Regions from separate parts of the Sus scrofa genome. Here region 2 is linked to region 1. The links are chromatin contacts, called in public Hi-C maps. All regions are on one chromosome and are shown on one strand. The core of a region is the stretch at or near the end of the contact, and the rest is flanking DNA. Distances in the headings are between cores, read along the strand shown.

What was found. Hi-C and Micro-C count contacts between places; a contact is called where the count stands out from the background.
Region 2: a Hi-C map of mesenteric adipose tissue shows a contact between it and region 1, with 1.9 times the contacts expected there. The contact joins two enhancer-like sites. A contact is called at or near these places in 14 of 47 Hi-C or Micro-C datasets (adipocytes, alveolar macrophages, embryonic fibroblasts and 9 more) and 2 of 2 datasets of contacts at active chromatin or transcription factors (alveolar macrophages and skeletal muscle).

Annotation. Positions count from the first base shown.
Region 1 is chr12:14,320,692-14,325,742 of Sscrofa11.1, reverse strand. No RefSeq gene overlaps it. Among named protein-coding and RNA genes, the nearest start is that of KPNA2, 38 kb to the right of the region's middle. Within about 2 kb of position 3,637, at least 29 of the 83 cell types and tissues checked have an H3K27ac peak or open chromatin away from gene starts, as enhancers often do. A contact at or near this core is called in mesenteric adipose tissue, where this site is marked.
Region 2 is chr12:14,462,353-14,467,363 of Sscrofa11.1, reverse strand. The region is part of intron 9 of SMURF2 (E3 ubiquitin-protein ligase SMURF2); the gene reads right to left. Among named protein-coding and RNA genes, the nearest start is that of SMURF2, 96 kb to the right of the region's middle. Within about 2 kb of position 2,378, at least 5 of the 83 cell types and tissues checked have an H3K27ac peak or open chromatin away from gene starts, as enhancers often do. A contact at or near this core is called in mesenteric adipose tissue, where this site is marked.

The DNA.
Region 1 (5,051 bases), core at 2,388-4,887:
GGCTGTGGCTGCAGTGTAAGCAGGCAGCTGCAGCTCCAATTGAACCCCTAATCTGGGAACTTCCATATGCCACAGGTGCAGCCCTAAAAAAATAAATTTAAAAAGTTAAAAAAAAAATGCCCATTGCAACTCTGTAATAGCAAAAAATTGCAAATTATCTGTCAATAAAAGACTGGATAAATAAATTGCGTAGAATTGTATAATGGAATACCATGGAGGAGCTTAAAAAAAAAACTAGATATGCATATATCATCATGGATAAATTTCAAAACCATATATTGAAAGCATGTTGAAGTTTAATATGTACATGATGTAATTTAAATAGAGTCAATAAATAGTTCAAACAATTCTATTTATTATTTGTGGATGCTATATAAGTTGTAGAGTTATGAGGACATCATCAGAATTCAGGAGAGTATTTAGCTCTGGAGAAAGGAGGAAAGGAAGCAAGATTGGCGAGTTACACAGCAGGAGCAGTGGTAGCAACCTCTATCTGTAATGCTTCATTTACTTAAAAACAAAAAAAATCAGAAGTCAAAATACCAAAATGTCAAAAGTTACTCAAATAGATGGTAAATACAGAGGATACTATATTAAACTCTGATCTTCTACTTGAAATGTTTAATGACTTTTTTAAAATGGAGCCCTTCTTGTAGAAATTGAGAAGCTGACCCTAAGATGCATATAGACTTAGAAAGAACACAGAATAGCCAAAATAATCTTAAAAAAAAAAAAAAAGAACAAAGAGCAAATTTGGAGGACTCATACCTTGTAATTCCAAAACTACAAACCTACAATAATCAAGGCAGTGCTCTACTGGCATACAGACAGACATACAGGAGTTCCCATTGTGGCTCAGTGGGTTAAGAACCTGACACAGTGTCCCTGAGGAGGCGGGTTTGATCCCTGGCTTTGTTCAGTGGGTTAAAGATCCAGCATTGCCAAACGCTGCAGCACAGGTCGCAGATGCAGTTTGGATCCCGCATTGTGTGGCTGTGGCATAGGCCCCAGCTGCAGCTCCAATTTGAGCCCTTGCCTAGGGAATTTCCATATGCTGCAGGTACAGCCTAAAAAAGAGAGGGAAAAAAAAAAAGATATGTAGATGAATGGAATAGGATTGAGAGTCCAGAAATGAGAGACCTTATTTTTACGATCAATTGACTTTCGACAAGGGTGGCCACACAACTCAGGGGGGAAAGATCAATCTTTTCTATAAATGGTGTTGGGACAACTGGATATCCACAAGCAAGAGAGTGAGCTGGACCACCTACCTCACACCATACAGAAAAAAAATTAACTCAAATAGAGCAAAGACCCAAGGAGCGAAAGCCATAAAACTCATAGGAGAAAGCATGGACACAAATCTCTGCGACTTTGGATTAGACAAGTGATTTCTGAGCTATGACAAAAGCACAGCAATAAAAATAATAATAACTTGGACTTCATTATAACTTAAAACTTTTGTGCTGCAAAGGACACAATCAAGAAAGTGGAAAGACAACCCACAGAATGAGAGAAAATATTTGCGATTCATATATCTGATAAGGGCCTCGTATGCAAAATATATAAGGAGCATTTATAACTCATCAACAAAGTGACAAATAATCCAATAGGAATGTGAGCAAAGGGTCTGAATAGATATTTCTCCAGACAAGACATACTAGCGGCCAGTAAAACACATGAGAATATACTCAGCATCGACAGTCATTAGGGAAATGCAAATCAGAACGACGAGATACCACCCCATACCCTCTACATGGCTATAGTCAAATAGATGGATACTAAGAGTGTTGGCAAGGATGTGGACAAACTGGAGTGTTTACACATTGCTACGGAGAATGGAGAATCGTGCAGCCACTTTGTTTTGGCTTCTGTTTGTTTTTGGCCACGCTCACAGCATGTGGACGTTCTTAGGCCAAGAATCAAACCCATGCCACCAGAGCAGTGACAAGGCAGGATCCTTAACCCGCTGTGCCACAAGGGAGCTCCAAGTACAGCCACTTTGGAAAACATTTGACAGTTCCTCAAAATCTTAAACATAGACTCACCCTATGATGCAGCAATTCCACTTCTAGCTATATACCCAGGAGAACTGAGAACATATGTCCGCATAAAAACTTGTACACAAATATTCATAGCACCGTCATTTATAAGAGCCCCCAAATGGAAATAACCCAAATGCCCATAGACTGATGAATGGATACACACAAAATGTGATATGCCCGTATTATAGACTATTACTTGGCAATACAAATGAATGAGGAACCGATAGATGCTTCAACATGAATGAACCTGGGTAACATGCTGAGTATAAGAAGCCAACATAAGAGTCCATGTGTTACATGATCCCATTTGTAGGAAATGTGCAGAAGAGGTAGCGCCATAGACCCAGCAAGCAGATGAGTGGGTACCTATAGCTGGGGAGGAGGAGTAAACAGGGACTCACTGCTAATGGGTACGGAGTTTTTTTCAGAGTGATGAAACATCCTGAAATTAAATTGTGGTGATGTGCAATGGAATATACTAAAAGCATTGACTCATACAATTTAAAAGCGTCAATTTTATGGAATGAGAATTACATTTTGATTTAAAACACACACACACTGCAGAGCCTACGCTGGAGTTGGTAGCCTGTTCTCCCCCCACCCCCACCTCCCCACCCCCTGCCCCAATGCTCCCCTGGAGGAGGCTCAGGACAGCATATGGGAGTGTGACTTGGAGATTTCTCAGATGCTCATCCTTTCTGGAAGATGTTGAGAAAACAAGTTGAAGCCCTGGGTCAGAAGTGCAGTTTTATAGGCTGCACTGCGGCATCAAGAGTGTTTGCCACGTTATCCTATAGCCAAGCAAACCACAGGCTTGATTGCAGGAAACGAATTAGCCCTGGAGTGCATGTGATGGTTTAACAAGTTACTCCATATTTTAGACTCCATCACTGCCTTGACTTTAAGTATTAGACTGCTCTAGTCACATCATGATTAGTTGGTGGCAACCTCTTTTTTCTTTTTTCTTTTTTTCCTTTTTGTCTTTTTAGGGCTGCATCCGTGGCATATGGAGGTTCCCCGGCTTGGGGTCAAATTGTAGCTATAACCGCTGACCTACGCCACAGCAACACGATATCTGAGCTGCTTCTGTGGCCTACAACATAGCTCACAGCAACGCCGGATCCTTAATCCACTGAGTGAGACCAGGGATGGAACCTGCGTCCTCGTGGATGCTCGTCAGATTTGTTTCTGCTGAGCCACAACGGGAACTCCTAGTGGCAGCTTCTTGATGTACAATAATGTTCATTCATTTTGCAAGCAGATCTGAATACAGTTGCATTTCAAATACCTAAAATATTTGTAAATAGGAGTTCTCTTGTGGTGCAGCAGGTTAAGGATCCGGCGTTATCACTGCAGCAACTCAGATTGCTGCTGTAGCATGGGTTCAGTCCCTGGCCCAGGAACGTCCACATGCCGTGAGTGGAACCCAAAAAAAGAAGAAGAAGAAGGAGCTCAGGGTTTCTTTGTTTATGAATTTATTTTTCCAGGGGTGGGGCGATTTAAAGAGCCAGAGCTGTTTCCTGACAGCGCTCACTGAGCTGGTCTGGAAGCCTCAGGCCCCAGCCGGGCTGACCACGAGCCAGACCCAGAGTAAGTTTCGTCCCACGCTTCCTGTCGGGTACGGCAGCCTGAGTTTCCTGGTGACCCTTCCCTGCACCCAGCTGATTCAAAGCCCTGGCAAGACCTGGTGCCAGCCAAGAAAATCTGAGGCAGCCAGGTTTGTTATTTCAAATCTCTAACCCTGCAGACCTCTGTGTTTGGTGAGTAAACAGAAAGTTAGAACAAGGATGCGTGTGATAGCCGTGATTTATAATTTAAGTGGGCAAAACCCCTGCATGGCCAGCCTGCGAAATGTCAGCCCCTCTCAAATTTAACTAATTTAACTAGTTTAGGAACATAACAAACATGATGAACAGTAGGAATGTCAAAATGGTACAGCCCTTCTAAAAAACAGTTTGGCTGTTTCTTATAAAGTTAAATATACACTTGCCATAAGATCCAGCAACTGCACTCCTGGGAATTTATCCCGGAGAAACAAAAACTTGTGTTCACATGAAATCCTGTATATCGATGTTGATAGCAGTTTTATTTGTAAGAGTCATGTATTAGGCAGGGGTCTTCAGAGAAAAAGAAACCACAGGGAGAGAGGCAGGGAGAAAGAGAGAGATTTAGCATAAGGAACTGGCTCGCATGATCCCTGAGGCTGACAAGTTCTGAGTTTCACAGTCAGCAAGCTGGAGACAGAAGCCAGCCAATGGTGCAGTTCCAGTCTGAGTACGAAGGTCTGAAATCGAGAAAGACCTGAAGTTTCAGTTTGAGTCTAAAGGCGGGAAAAATCAATACACCAGCTCGAGATAGGCAGGCAGGAGGATTACCTTTTTTTTTTTTTTCCTTGTGGCTGCACCCACAACATCTGGAAGTTCCTCGGCCAGAGACTGAATCCGAGCCGCAGCTGCAACCTAAGCCTCAGCTGCAGTGATGTTGGATCCATCAACCCATTGTGCCAGGCTGAGAATCGAACCTGTAGCCACCCAAGCCACTGCAGTTGGATTCTTTTTTTTTTTTTTTTTTTTTTTTTTAGGGCCACACCCACAGCATATGGAAGTTTGAAGTTCCCAGGCTAGGGGTCAAATTGGAGCTATAGCTGCCAACCAACATCACAGCCACAGCGATGCCAGATCCGAGCCGTTTCTGTGACCTACACCACAGCTCACGGCAACACTAGATCCTTAACCCACTGAGCAAGGCCAGGTATTGAACCTGCATCCTGATGGATGCTAGTCAGATTTGTTCCCGCTGAGCCATGATGGGAACTCCTGTGGTTGGAGTCTTAAGCCCTGTACCACAATGGGAACTCCAGGAGTCCCTCTTATGTGGGGGGAAACCAGCCTTTTTGTTCTATTCAGGACTTCAACTGATCGGAGGAGGCCCACCCACATTAAGAAGGGTAATCTGCTTTACTCAGTCTATTAATTTAATCATTAAGCTCACCCAGAATGCCCTCAC
Region 2 (5,011 bases), core at 1,129-3,628, 140 kb before region 1:
GAGGAAACTTTCAGGGGTGATGGATATCTCCACTGCGGTGATGGTTTCTCAGGTACATAATGTGTCAAAAGTTAAACTGTAAATAAGTACAACTTGTGTGTCAATTACATTTCAATAAAGATGATTTTAAAAAAAGCAAGGCTTATCAAACAGTCTACAAATAGTGAGTTTTCTTGCGCCTCAGCAGATTAAGGACCTGATGTTGTCACTGAAGTGACTTGGGTTGCTGCTGTGGTGCAAGTTCAATCCCTGGCCTGGGAACTTCCAAATGCCACAGACACAGCCCCCCCCCGAAAAAAAGTCTACAGATAGTAAATGCCAGAGAGATGTGAAGGGAAAAAAAAAAAAAAGGGAACCCTCCTACACTGTTGGTGGGAATATAAATTGATGCAGCCACTATGGAAAATAGTATGGAGAGTCCTGAAAAAACTAAAAATGATATGATACAGCAATTCCACTCCTGGGCATATATCTGGAAAATATGAAAACTATAATTTGAAAAGATACATATACCTCAATGTTCATAGCAGCACTATTTACAACAGCCAAGACATGGAAACAACCTAAGTACCCATGAACAGATGCTCAGTTTAAGACGATGTGATATCTATATATTACACACACACCATGGAATATTACTCTGCCATAAAAAAACACTGCCATTTGTAGCAACATGAATGGACCTGGAGAAATTACACTAAGTGAAGTAAGCCAGAGAGAGAATAAGGATGTATCACTTATATGATATCACTTATATGTGGGATCTAAAAAATCATACAAATAATGGAGTTCCCTGGTGGCCTAACAGGTTAAGGATCCAACGTTGTCACTGCTGTGGCTTGGATTACTGCTGTGGCACTGGTTCAATCCCTGGCCCAGGAACTTCCCCATGTCATGGCATGGCTTAATAAATAAAATAAAATAATAATAATAATACAAATGAATTGATATATAAAACAGAAACAGACTCACAGACAGGAAATAAACTTATGGTTACCAGAGGGGAAAGGGAGGGTAGAGAGTGATAAATGAGGGGTATGGGATTATCAGATACAAACTACTATATAAAAAAATAGACAACCAACAAGGTCCTGCTATATAGCACAAGGAGCTATATTCAATATAATAACCTAAAATGGAAATATATATACATATATATACACACACATATATAATATATATACACATATACACGTATATATAACACACACATACATACACACACATATATAACTTTGCTATATATCTGACACTGACACAATACTGTAAATCAACTATATTTCAATTAAAAAAAAAAAAAAAAACCAGGGTACATCAAGTCCATTCACAAAAACTTGTGAGGAAGACTAAGTCCTGAAAATGGTAAAGAAGGCTTAAAGCTGGAGGACAAAACTGACATAACAGAAAACCCTCTGGAATAGATCCAGCTCTCCTGGAGCTATTTCTGATACACTCAGGGGAAAAAAATTCACCTACCACATAAAGCAGCCTGTCTCTGCAGATGTGCTAGGGTGCACCTTTTCCTAACATTTCAGGACAGGTTCCTATTTAAGCACAGGAACAAATACTCATACACCAGATAAAAGTAGCCATACTCTTACATAAAATGATGCTCAACAAAAGTAATTTATAATTGAAGAGAATGGACATCCGATCACATTTATTACAAAAAAAGAATCTATCAGTCTTGTTCAGATGCGCATTTTAACAGGTATTGTTTCAAAGTTTCAAAAACTTACTTTAAAACTAAATGCAAGTTAGCAGAGAGCCGAGGATCTGTAAACTGTGTTGTTCTGTTGTTATGGTCAACGAAATAAACTCTGCCTGTGGCTGTATTCCGGATCTCCCATCCAGGAGGCAATGGACCAAGCTCTTCACAATTTATGTTGCTAAGATCCCTGCAAAAACAAATATAAAATAAAAAATACCTCACTGCTGGGCTTGCTGAGCCAAGCAAGTGTAAATGACACAGAACAATTCCATGAAGTCTGAGAAAATGTATTGTTTCAGAAACTTGAGATGTTCAGCTGAAATCTTTAATTCCCAATGGTTTAACAAACTTGCATATTTAAACCCAATCCATAAAGGGCTCAGAAACTTATTACACAGCCTACATTTTCAGTAAGTCCATTCTTGGGCTTTAGTGCAATTCAGGTTTTAAATTAATATAAAAGCAATCACAACATTTGCCAACATAAACTGTACTTCAATATTTGTCTGACAAAGTAGTTTTACAAACGTCAGTGATACAAGTAATTATTTTCTAAAATATTTCCCTTCCATTATTTCTTGCTATACCATAAAATTTGTATAACTGTTCATTCCACGATTAATTTTAAGATTTTCAACAAAGCAAAACTAGAGGTGTTACTGAAATTAAGATCCTAAAAATAACCACGGTATGTACATTAAAGGATAATGGCTCCATTTTAAATTCTGAAAGCTGTAAAGCTAATGAAAGACGAGCCTGTTTAAGACACCTTAGGAAGAAGGCTCTAAGGTTTCCTGTACGATAGAAGAAGCAGAGACTTTTAACAGACCAAGGACCATTGGCATTATCCTCGCGTTCTTAAAAACACTATTATACATGACAAAGATTTATAGGACCTTGAAGAATAAATAAAAGCAAGTCTAATGTAAATTTAAACTGTAACCAATTATTATAATGGAAAATCTTATAAAAATTATGTTTTAAAAGTTAATCTAGAAAAAGATTTTTCATGAAATAATCTCTTCCTGGTCGTAGGGAAAACATAATGATGGGTACGGAAACAGTGATTTCTGACTTCTGCTTATAGGCGCCTTGGAGATTCTTCTGCCACGAACAGCTAAAGACGAGAAAGAACACACTATTTGAGACACTGCTAGCCTCAAAAGAGGCAAGGGGAAAAGTTCCAAGAATCCTTCTAAAATTTTTTAAGTGAATAGAGCTGGAGCTGGTACCTGAGTGGCAGGCAGAGTGGAGAGCTGCCAGAGGGGAGTGATTAATTGGGAAACTCAGCCTGAGGCCAGCCACAAAGCTGGAAAAGGAAACCTGGAAATTCCCCACTAAAAACTCAAAGGGAAGATGAAGGGATTCCAGGAAAACTTCCTGAATTCTCACTTTAGGTCCAAAGAACTCCAATTAAACTCTAACTCACAATCAAAGATCACCAATCACTTTAGAAAGGAAGTCATGACGACGGAGAGTCAGAAGAAATAAAACCACAGAAGTAGATCCCCAGGTACTGTTAGAGATCAAAGAGAATAGCTACAATATGTAACATTAAAAAAAAAATAAAAGGGCGCAATTACAAATTACAAATGATTATTAAAAATGAATAGACAAAATTGTAAAACAACTTTCAGAAATGAAAAGCAATTATTACGATCGAAGAAAAATTCTTTTTATAGAATGCAGAATTTGATTTTATATCATTTTATTTACAATTTCATAGATTTATAGTCATACATGGGAGGGCTCTAAAGAATTGATGAAAAGCAGAAAACTGAAAGCACTCTTTGTGAAAGTGGAAAATGATTAAAAGAAAATGGAATGTTACACAGCCATAAAAAGTATACAGATCAGTATTTAGTATGCAGTATAACAACAAAGCATTAATCATTATTTTATCTTATTTTTTTGGCCACACCCACAGCATGCAGAAGCCCCTGGGCCAGGAATCGAACCTGAAACACAGCAGTGACAATGGCAAGGGCAAGTCCTTAACTGCTAGGCCACCAGGGAACTCCTATTAATTTTTTTTGTTTGTTTTTGTTTTTGCTTTTTTTTAGGGCTGCAGCCATAACATATGAAAGTTCCCAGGTTAGGGAATTGGAAATACAGCTGCCAGCTTACACCACAGCTGAAGCAATGCAGGATCGAGCCATGTCTTCGACCTATACCTCAGCTCACAGCAAGTCCAGATCCTTAACCCACTGAGCGAGGCCAGGGATCACAACCTCATGATTACTAGTCAGATTCATTTCCACTGAGCCACAACAGGAACTCCCTATTAATTGTTATTTAAAAAAAATAAAATAAAACATTCTAAAAGGGGACTTCTCAGATAATCTGTATCCTAGATATATTTAAATAAAGTTAGTTTTAAAGTATCCAAGTTACACTATTTTATAAATGTTTTTAAAAAGTGATTATTTTAATAGAATCTAAATATTTATAGTCTGCCTTGATAAAAGATCCCCCATACAAAAGACCTATTTACTAAAGGATCCCCCCAAACAAAAGACTTATTTTATTTATTATTATTTAGTTTTATTATTTTATTTTTTGCCTTTTGTCCTTTTAGGGCCGCACCTGCAGCATATGCAGGTTCCCAGGCTAGGGGTTTAATCGGAGCTGTTGCTGCCGGCCTACACCACAGCCACAGCGATGCCAGATTCGAGCATGTCTGCAACCTATACCACAGCTCATGGCAACACCAGATCCTTAACCCACTGAGCGAGGCCAGGGATTAAACGCACAACCTCATCATCCCTAGTCGGATTGTTTCCACTGTGCCACAACAGGAACTCCAGGACTAATTTTTAAGATAACCATTTGGAGCAGAGAGACTAAAGGAAAGAAATATAATCCAGAGCATTATTTCATAAGGTCATTATTCAACAGTCAACATGAAATATTTTTAAGTCTTTATAGAAAGTCTTTATTCATTAATGAAAAACTGACACTGTTTCATTAGGAATAAGAATATATTAGCAACAGGGGTGCCAAAATCTTTCTCAATTTCAACTTCTCTTTTTTTTTTTTTTTTGGCTTTTTTTTTGCTATTTCTTGGGCCGCTCCTGCGGCATATGGAGATTCCCAGGCTAGGGGTTGAATCGGAGCTGTAGCCACAGCCTACGCCAGAGCCACAGCAACGCGGGATCCGAGCCCGTCTGCAACCTACACCACAGCTTACGGCAACGCCGGATTGTTAACCCACTGAGCAAGGGCAGGCACCGAACCCGCAACCTCATGGTTCCTAGTTGGATTCGTTAACCACTGTGCCATAACAGGAACTCCTCAATT